Linked DNA regions of Triticum aestivum: region 1 is linked to region 2. The links are chromatin contacts, called in public Hi-C maps. All regions are on one chromosome and are shown on one strand. Each heading gives the region's core, a stretch centred on a gene start, on an enhancer-like site or on the middle of the called end of the contact. The rest is flanking DNA. Distances are from core to core; before and after follow the strand shown.

What was found. Hi-C and Micro-C count contacts between places; a contact is called where the count stands out from the background.
Region 1: a Hi-C map of root shows a contact between it and region 2, with 7 times the contacts expected there. The contact joins two enhancer-like sites. A contact is called at or near these places in 3 of 5 Hi-C or Micro-C datasets (leaf and root).

Annotation. Positions count from the first base shown.
Region 1 is chr7B:694,997,640-695,001,928 of IWGSC CS RefSeq v2.1, forward strand. No RefSeq gene overlaps it. Among protein-coding and RNA genes, the nearest start is that of TRNAS-AGA, 78 kb to the right of the region's middle. Within about 2 kb of position 1,647, at least 2 of the 8 cell types and tissues checked have an H3K27ac peak or open chromatin away from gene starts, as enhancers often do. A contact at or near this core is called in root, where this site is marked.
Region 2 is chr7B:694,859,647-694,864,237 of IWGSC CS RefSeq v2.1, forward strand. No RefSeq gene overlaps it. Among protein-coding and RNA genes, the nearest start is that of LOC123162964, 11 kb to the left of the region's middle. Within about 2 kb of position 3,070, at least 2 of the 8 cell types and tissues checked have an H3K27ac peak or open chromatin away from gene starts, as enhancers often do. A contact at or near this core is called in root, where this site is marked.

The sequences.
Region 1 (4,289 bases), core at 397-2,896, 140 kb after region 2:
GCGGCGGCAACGCCCAAGGGCGCTGCTTTCCTCCATGGGGGCGCGGCCGAGGTCCCCTGTTTCCACCCCGACCCACCCTGCCCGGGTGAAAACCTTATATCCTCTCGGATTTGGCGGCGGCGGCGCCTTGCGCGCCGTGACCTTGCTGGAGGCGCCGTTAGGGAGGCGGGATGCGGTCGGGAGGCGCTGCAGGTGAGGGACGGAGCTGCCTCCTCTTCATCGTCCGATTCCACGAAGCGTATTTCCACCTAGCTGGGCATGGACCGTGGCGGAGCGGCCGGCTAGGGATATCCCAAATTGAAGTGGCCACACTATGTCCACCTTCCGATGTGAGGGCGGCATTCTTCGAGCTCTAGGGTGAGCTCCTCGAAACCCCGACGGTGCGGCGCCTACGAGCCATGGCGAGGGGGTAGGGTCCCTCTTCGGTGATTGAGATGGAAGATGTTGTTCCCCTTCTTCTCTAGGTGTTCCTGGAGCATGGCCATCTTTGAAGGTCGGATATGCCCTGCTTTGCTGCTCTGCTTTTCCTCATATGATCCTAGTGTGGAGTGCTCGGCCTTTGCAAGTTGTAATCTTAATTTCCTTTGCATTAGCTGCTTGTGGAGGTTGTAGTTAGCGTTTCAGTCCAGTGTTCCCATTGTATCCTTCTGACCGCTGTAATTTGGTTGTTTGCTGTAACTCCTGGCCGGCTGATGGCTTTGTTAATTCAAAGCCGGGCTCCTCGCGAGCCTTCGTTCTAAAAAAAAGAAATGGCACGGAGCATGCATGAACATGACCTGTATATATACTACTCCCTCTGTATCAAATTATTTATAGCTGGGAGAACTTGTATTAGTTTTCCCAGCTACAATTATTTCGACACAGAGGTAGTATGTGCCGGCTAGCTGTGCAAATTGCGGATCCGAGCTTTTGCATGCCGTGGGCGAATGTATCACCAAACCATGTGCCCGGCTCCGGCGATGGAGGGCGATGACGGCGGCGCGCCTTCGGCTTGCTTCAGTGCTTGTAGTCGTCTAGGTGGTCTATGATTCTGGATGTAATTTTTATTTCTGGTATTCATTGTACTGCCATTATTGAAGATGAATTGATTGGAAGTTTTTTCGAAAAAAAGTCTCACCGGATTACTAATCGGCCTGGCGCGCGTGCGGAGACCGAAAGAGACGGTCGGGACTCGGGACGCCGTACGCAGCAACGAGAAGCCCCGAGATGGGTGGCAGCCGAGCCATGCATGGAGCCCCGTACCGACACCACGTCGTTTTCACCGCGGCGGCGGCGCCCGCCTTGGTCAGACGCCGGGATAATTATTGTTCTTACAAAACCGCTAATTAGTTACTTAATCTGTCTGCATTGCTATCTGCTCAGCTTACGCAGCTGTTTCGTGCGTACGTGACTGGATAATTAACATAGTTGTACATTACGTGACTGGATAATCAACAGATAATAATGTTGTTTACGTGTCCGGCTGTCGGTCCTCTGCTTCGCAAAATAATTAACTCCAATAGAGTACTGACTAGCTACCAGCAATGCGGGCATTCCCGGGCGCCCCATATCCGTCTTATATTTGGGCTGGATATGAGGGGTGTCCGTCAACCCGGACGTTTGGGGCCCATTTAAGGAGCCCCTTTGCGTTGAAAATCGTGACCGGTCAATAACCGGGCGGTTCGTCCGAGTGTATGAGGTGAATTTGAGGTGCTCGGCTGTAGATGCTCTAACTGATCGAATGTTCGATGTTCATGATGCATGCCAAGTCTCTCCAGAAGCAAGAATTGTAAAATTCAAACGAACTTAGTTCAGCATGGACGGTTGACTTTTCGTGCAGACTTTTTCATACATACTCTGGGTCGGTTTCAACGGTACGCAGCTGCTAGTGACCCCTTGAGAGTTGAGTGCTAGGAGGTACTACCTCCATCCGGAAATACTTGTCATCAAAATGGATAAAAGAAGATGTATCTAGATGTATTTTAGTTTGAGATATATCACCTTTTACCTATTTTGATGACAAGTATTTTCGGACGGATGGAGTACATGCAGTAGCCTCTTCCACGGGTCAACGCCAGGACATGGCTGGAAGGTGGAATCGGCTTTCTCATGGGTTTGGCCACTTGCACGATGACTTTCTTACGTTTCCTTACTTGCCGTGCCCATGCATGCAGATGCAGGTCATGGCGGCACTAATCGATTGCAACACGTTTGATTTGGGACTAGCTTGAAGGTCGACTAATTTTAAATGTCAACGGCGTTCATCTAAAGCAGTAGAAAATCGCAAACACGAAAGACAGCCGGAGATGCAGTTGCTGCCTGCACGCAGAACTCGATGGGGTCGGATGGGGGCATGCGGCCGGTGACGTCGCCTCGCTGGTGGTGGAGTGGGACTTTTTTTTTTTCGGGGCTTGGCCATTGCCTGCCGGCAGCCTTGTGGAGTCCACTTCTCACGATCCGGTGGCCGACCGGCGACTTGTCGCGGACCTTGACCCGTGCGAATCCATGTTCTACTAATTTGCCAATCTTTCGTGTGCGAGATTCATGCATGCAAGTGTTAAATGAGTCACTAATTTGCTCGTGGTGGTCTCCCTCAGGGGCGAATCTACGTAAGAGGTTGTGGGGGCGAATGCCCCCACTCGATTTTTTGGCCCATGTATACCAGGCCTAATATGCATATCGTTGCCCCCGCTCAGCCCAGGCTATTTGCCCCCACTCCTTAATTTTTCGGTTATGTAAAGCCCATCCGCCCATGTGTGAGTTGCAGCCCATGTAGAAAGAATACGAAGCAGGCAGATGCATACGGGCAGTTGCTTGCCAAATCGCTAGAAACCTATGCGCCGCCGCCTGGCTCCTGACTAATCTGCTGCTCATGCATGCGACCGCCGTGGCAAGCCGAAGCTGTCGACGCCTGTAACTCTAAGCTACCTACAGGCCGTCCCTCCGACTGTGAACCTTGATCTGCACCATGCACTCCGGCTGACCGGCCGGGTCGCCGTCCCTAAGGAAAAACAATACGTGCGCCGCTCATCAATCTTTCAATCAAGGTAAGCCCTAGGTTCAGTTCTCATTTTTATCTTCTAATTTCCATATTTTCAGTCTATTCTGATTCCAGGTTTAAAAGGTACAAATTGGTAATTAGGTTGATTGAATCTTGCTATATGTAATAATTTCATATGAATAAGTTTGAGCACATGGGAGCAGAATAAAAACTCTGGACTACAGTAATATTATGTCTTCATGTACTTCAATTTATTTAGAAAGCTAATGAACAGATTTTTTTGGAAAATCCGCAACTGGTAGTAGGCTTACAACACTCAATCTGAACAAGCTAATTACCATCCATCTAAAAGGAAGATAGTAGATTTTAATATCGATTATCTTAACGGAAGGTAGTGTGCTCAAGCTTATATTTTTAGCAATCTACGTTTACATTCTCTCTTTACATTTAAACACTTCTATTTTTCCTGCAGCGTGAAGGCTAGAATTCACGGACGTACCAACAAAAAGGAACGGCATATTCATATTTCTCAAGTTACGGTACCTAAAGTGGTTAGCTTACTTTTATTTTGGCAATGATTTTTTTCATTATTATGTGCGTGATCATGTGATTTTTTGTTTTGCTTCTTTCACACAATATGCATGCTTTGTGTGGTTAGTTTCTTACATGATCTAGCCATTAGTTCGTATACACTTTTCTGAAGAAAAAAAATCCTAAACCTCTTTGCCCCCTCTCATGTTTCATCCTGGCTCCCCCCTGGTCTCCCTGATACTCCTCCACAAGTGAGTTGGAAACCGGACGGTTCCTTTGTCCGAGCAAGATTTTTAGTTGGTTCACCCAATATTTACCCACTGGGCCACTGGTAGATGACAAGATTGAGGGACTCCTTGGCCTGTCCGAGCTATATAGCCGAGCGATCCAGCACGTGCCAGAGTAAAAGTATACGGTACTCCTTGGCCTGACCATTGTGCTTGGCTATAGAGACCGATTCGTAAAGTTCATTGATGGACGAGCACATGAACTATTCCCGTCGACGAATCTCCAGCTCGTAGAAAAGAAGCGACTGATCAAAAAGAAGAAGAAGAAGAAGCGAGGCGAGATCCACGTCCGAGATTCAGATGAAGACTTGGTTAACTTACGAACCTACCTGTGGTTGGATGGTTAGAGGGACTGTGGTATCCACAACCCATCAGGGTTCAAATCCTGATGCTCGTAATTATTCCTGGATTTATCTAAGGATTTCCGGCGATGCGCATTTAATGGAAGGAGACGTTTCCGTCGACGACGAGGTGCCTAGATGACTACGTAA
Region 2 (4,591 bases), core at 1,820-4,319:
TCATTGGTATAATTTTTGCTCGCACCGCAGTCAATCTCGCTGGTTAAATGTATCGTCAAAATTGAAGCACGGAAATAGAGAAATCACTATATTTTAAAACGGAGGGAGTATTGCATACACCTTCCACTGAAACTGACCCGTATAGACAAAAAAGTCAGCGCGAAAAGTCTTCCATCGACCGGTTGAATTGTAGTACAATTTTGAATTGTCGCCGTATTGTTGCCGGGAAAAGTATACCATTAGAGCAGCTCTTCTAAAAAAGCGTTTCCAGCGCGTGAATCGTGAGTTTTTGCGCGGCGAGAAGCGCTTGCTCCAGCGGTTGCTGCAAAGTTTAGCGCGCGCGAGCCGCTTCAGCAGCCACCGCAAAAAAAAAAAAAAACTGCGCGTGCTCTCGCACAAACAACATATGTACTTCAAACACAACCAAGAAGATCAAACACAAACAAAGTAAAAACCAACAATAAAAAATAGTTCAATTTTATTATTACAACTCAAACAAATAGTTTATCTTGCAATAGAACAAATAGTTCAACAATACAACATCAAACATACAACATCAAAGAAAAAAAAATCATGCTCTTTGTCGGCCGTTCCAATGCCCACCACTCCTCAATGAGATCCTTCTGAAGATCATCATGCGTTTCGGCATGTCGAATTACATGATAGGAGGCAACAAAACGGGCCACCCTGGCAGCCCTCCGTCGTACTCGCATGGGATGTCCTAAGAGCTCATACTGAGAGTAGTCTAAATCTTGACTATGCTCATTCTCGATGATCATGTTGTGCATGATCACACAAGCGTGCATGATGTATCAAAGCATCTTTTTGATCCCAAAATCTAGCCGATCCTCTCACAATGGCAAATTGGGCGGCTTGCAAAATTCCAGAAGCTCTCTCCACATCTTTCCTAGCCGCCGCCTGACCATTGTGGAAATCATGATTTTTTTACCTTCCGGTTTTCTAACGGCTTCATAAATGTTTGCCACTTTGGGTAGATGCCATTCGCAAGATAGTAGCCATAGTTGTATGTATGGTCATTTGCTACAAACTGCACCGGTGGTAGTTCGCCATTTGCAATTTTATTCATCTGTGCTGACCGATTAACAACGTTAATGTTATTCAAAGATCCAGACATTCAAAAAAAAGCATGCCAAATCCAAGTCTCTTGATCGGCCACCGCTTCAAGGATTATAGCGGAACCCTTTTTTTGGCTGTGGAATTGACCATGACATGCCTTAGGACAGTACTTCCAACTCCAATGCATGCAATTTATTGAGCCAAGCATACTTGGAAACCCGCAAGCTTTGTTCATTTGCAAAAGCCTTGCACAGTCTTCAACATTGGGAGATCTTAAATACTCCGTACCAAACACTTACACAATTCCGTCTGTTAAGCGCTTGACACACATGATGGCTTGACTCTTACCCATGGCCAAGTGATCATCAACTAGATCATCCGGAATACTGTATGGCAACATACGCAAAACGGTTGTCACCTTTTGAAAGGTGCTATGCCCGAGCTCTCTGGCGGCATTCATCCTTTGCTGAAAAAACTGATCATGGCTTGCTAATTTCTCTGCAATGGGCCTGAACAACTCGGTGCTCATCCTAAACCAGCGCATGAAGTACGACTCGGGGTACACGGGATTATCCACAAAATAGTGCCTTGTCAATCTGTTGTCGGCATCGATCCCATCCCTCCAAATTTTCTGCCGACCCATAACCGAACCACCACGCTTCGTTTTTTTATATTAATGTGCATAGCTAGGATCATTGCAAGGTCCTCCTCCTCTCCAATATCAAATCCTTCTTCCGAAGAATCATATGACAAACTCATCTACCATGTTGAATTTAAACTAGTCTTTAAAAACTACAAACAACATGCACCAAATTCATGTAAAAATGTGAAGTTGAAGCAATACATACCTCGCAAGCGTTTTGTCGAACACCTTGTGGGTCCCGAGCGGCAGTGGGCGGCCGGCCGCTGTTCGTCGGAGGAATGGCGCTGTGATGTTCGTTGGAGGAATGGCGCGTGCGAGGGGCGGCGGTGACTAGAGGGAGACGGAGGAAGCAGCAGCAGCGACTAGAGGGAGACGGAGGAAGCGCCGGAATGGTGCGGCCGGTGGCGCCAGTGATTTGATTGGGGTAGGTGGAAGTCGTGAGCGGGCGCTCGAGTGTGCAGCGCGCGGGAGCGGGCACAGCAAATAAACGGCACGCGATGCCGTTCCGACCGACGCGCTAAACTACTTATGTCACGCACACAGTTTTAACGCCTCCGCTGGAGTTCTCAGAATGTTGCGCGCGCGTAAAAAATCTAAAATTTTCAGCGTGGCACTTATATAGCGCGGCTGTTGGAGATGCTCTTATGAAGGGACTTGGCATGCATCATGCATGGCAAAATTCTATCAATTCATCCTTGCGAGAGACCTGCTCTTGAGTAGTAGTCCAAAGGCCACAAACACGTCAGTTTCTGTCTTGGACAAACTTTCTGCACTATCACTACACAACTAGCCGTCCTTCTTAATCCTGACGAATTCAGTATTCTAGCTAAGAACTGTACATATATATTTATGTGCATGGAGCATAAAGTAATCTCCGCGCGCAGATTATGATATAAGTTAAGTTGTACGGAAACTATACTAGTAGTAGTTGCTCTTCTAGCAGCATGTGCGTGAAGTGCTAGCGGCGTGTCGTGAGAATCACAAGCTTCACGCGCTCAGAGATGGAGTGCACATGCCGGGAAAGGGCTTAATTAACATGTGTATCTCGTGCTCCTGGGTCATGGCCAGGCTATCTGGCTAGCCTTTAGAGCAGAGCCGTACTGATCGAGTTGATTATGTCCGCTTGCTGGTAGTGCTCACTGCTCAGTATGAGTACTTCATTTGTAAAAAAAGAATGAGAACAGAGGGAAAGAAGCCCCCTGTCTTATTCTTATAGGAGAATGAGGAGACTCGAACCCAGACTGGCAACAGCAATCTTTGTGATGTCCGCCACTCCATCTAGGAGAGCTCCTCTGAGTACTTCATTTGTTATTTGCAAAGCAAACGACCGACGGGCAGATGATTCGGTCGCGATCGCATACGTAAGTTGCTCTGTATAATTTAACTGGCCGGGGAACAGAGTATACATTTCTGTGGCCGGTTGGCAACAGAGACACGCACAGAAAATACTCTGTGTAAGCTGAGCTGAGCAGAGAGGAATGCAAACAGATTAACTAATTCGCTGTTAATATAAAATTACACCGGCGGCTGACCTAGGCGGGCGCCGCCGCTGGCGGCGAAAACTATGTGTGTTTGATACATCATACATGAATCTGCCTGGAGGTTCAACACCGGTGTCTGTGTGAAGGCACGCCTGGATGCCTCGGCTGCTATCCATGATCCAACTCCGGCCTTCTCCCTGCTGCGTACGGCGTCATGACCGTCACTTTCGTATTGATGGGTCCGGCCCGTTGATACATACTGTATACGCCCACGGCATGCAAGGGTCGGATCGGCAATCTCCACAGCTAGCCGTCATCACGTAGTAGTAGTGCATGCTTTCTGCCGTTTCTTTCTCCCACGTTGCTGTCCACCGCGCGCACTATCTTGGCCTGACAGACCCTCACACAGTTTCTATGAGGCTGTTTGGTTCCCAGCCACAGTTTGCCAAGCCAAAATTTGGCAGCCACAGTTTGTCAAGCATGTGTTTAGTTCTTGCCACACTTTGGCTTGCCACACTTTTTGCCCTATGGCCCACTTGTCAAAGAGATAATTTTTTTACCAAGTTTTGCCAAAGTTTGACGTCTAATTTCTTAGCCACACTTGTGTGACTTGTCATACTTATGTGGCTAGCCACACTTTGGCTTGACCACGCTAGTCTCCAACCAAACAGACCCTATATCCGCATCCCAAAGAAGTCATGCGAGGATCTCGCACGAGATTCTTCACTACTCCAGTACGTCTAGGGGCATACTTACTTTTGGGAATCAGCCATAGCAAAGCACTACCACTCGACTGGGTTTGTTTGACTAGACGCATACTTTTTACCATCACGTGCTTAATTAGTTGATCCACTCGATTTCGTAATTGACCCAGTCGATCCATACCAACTAATTACCTTGTTTTGGACTAACGCGAGCTAGGAAACCAACATGGGTATGTACGTACTCCCTTCGTCCCGTAATTCTTGTTGCAACGATATTTTTTCAAAAAAGTCCTTCAGGTTTATCCGACCGAACCCGCGGTCCAGTCGTCTCCTCCACTGCTCAGCTCCACCGCACAGCTCCCCCGGGACGCCGGCGACGTCGCGTAGCTCGATCACACCGCGCCGCAGCGCTGCTCCACCGCAACCCCAGGTGGATCCACCTCTACCCGCGCAGCTCCACCGCTCCCCCGCGCAACTCCACCGCTCCCCTTTCCCGCATCCCTAAATTTCCAAGCTTTTCCCCATCCCCTTTCGCAAATTCGGCACTTGCTGGCCGTCGATTTGCCGCCCCCACCACAAATCCTGGACACCGTTGAGAGGGGAGAGCATGAGCAGAAAAAGGTCACCGGCTCCCAGTGACGGATCCAGGAATTCAACTTCGGGTGTTCAATTTTTTTGTCCTAGCA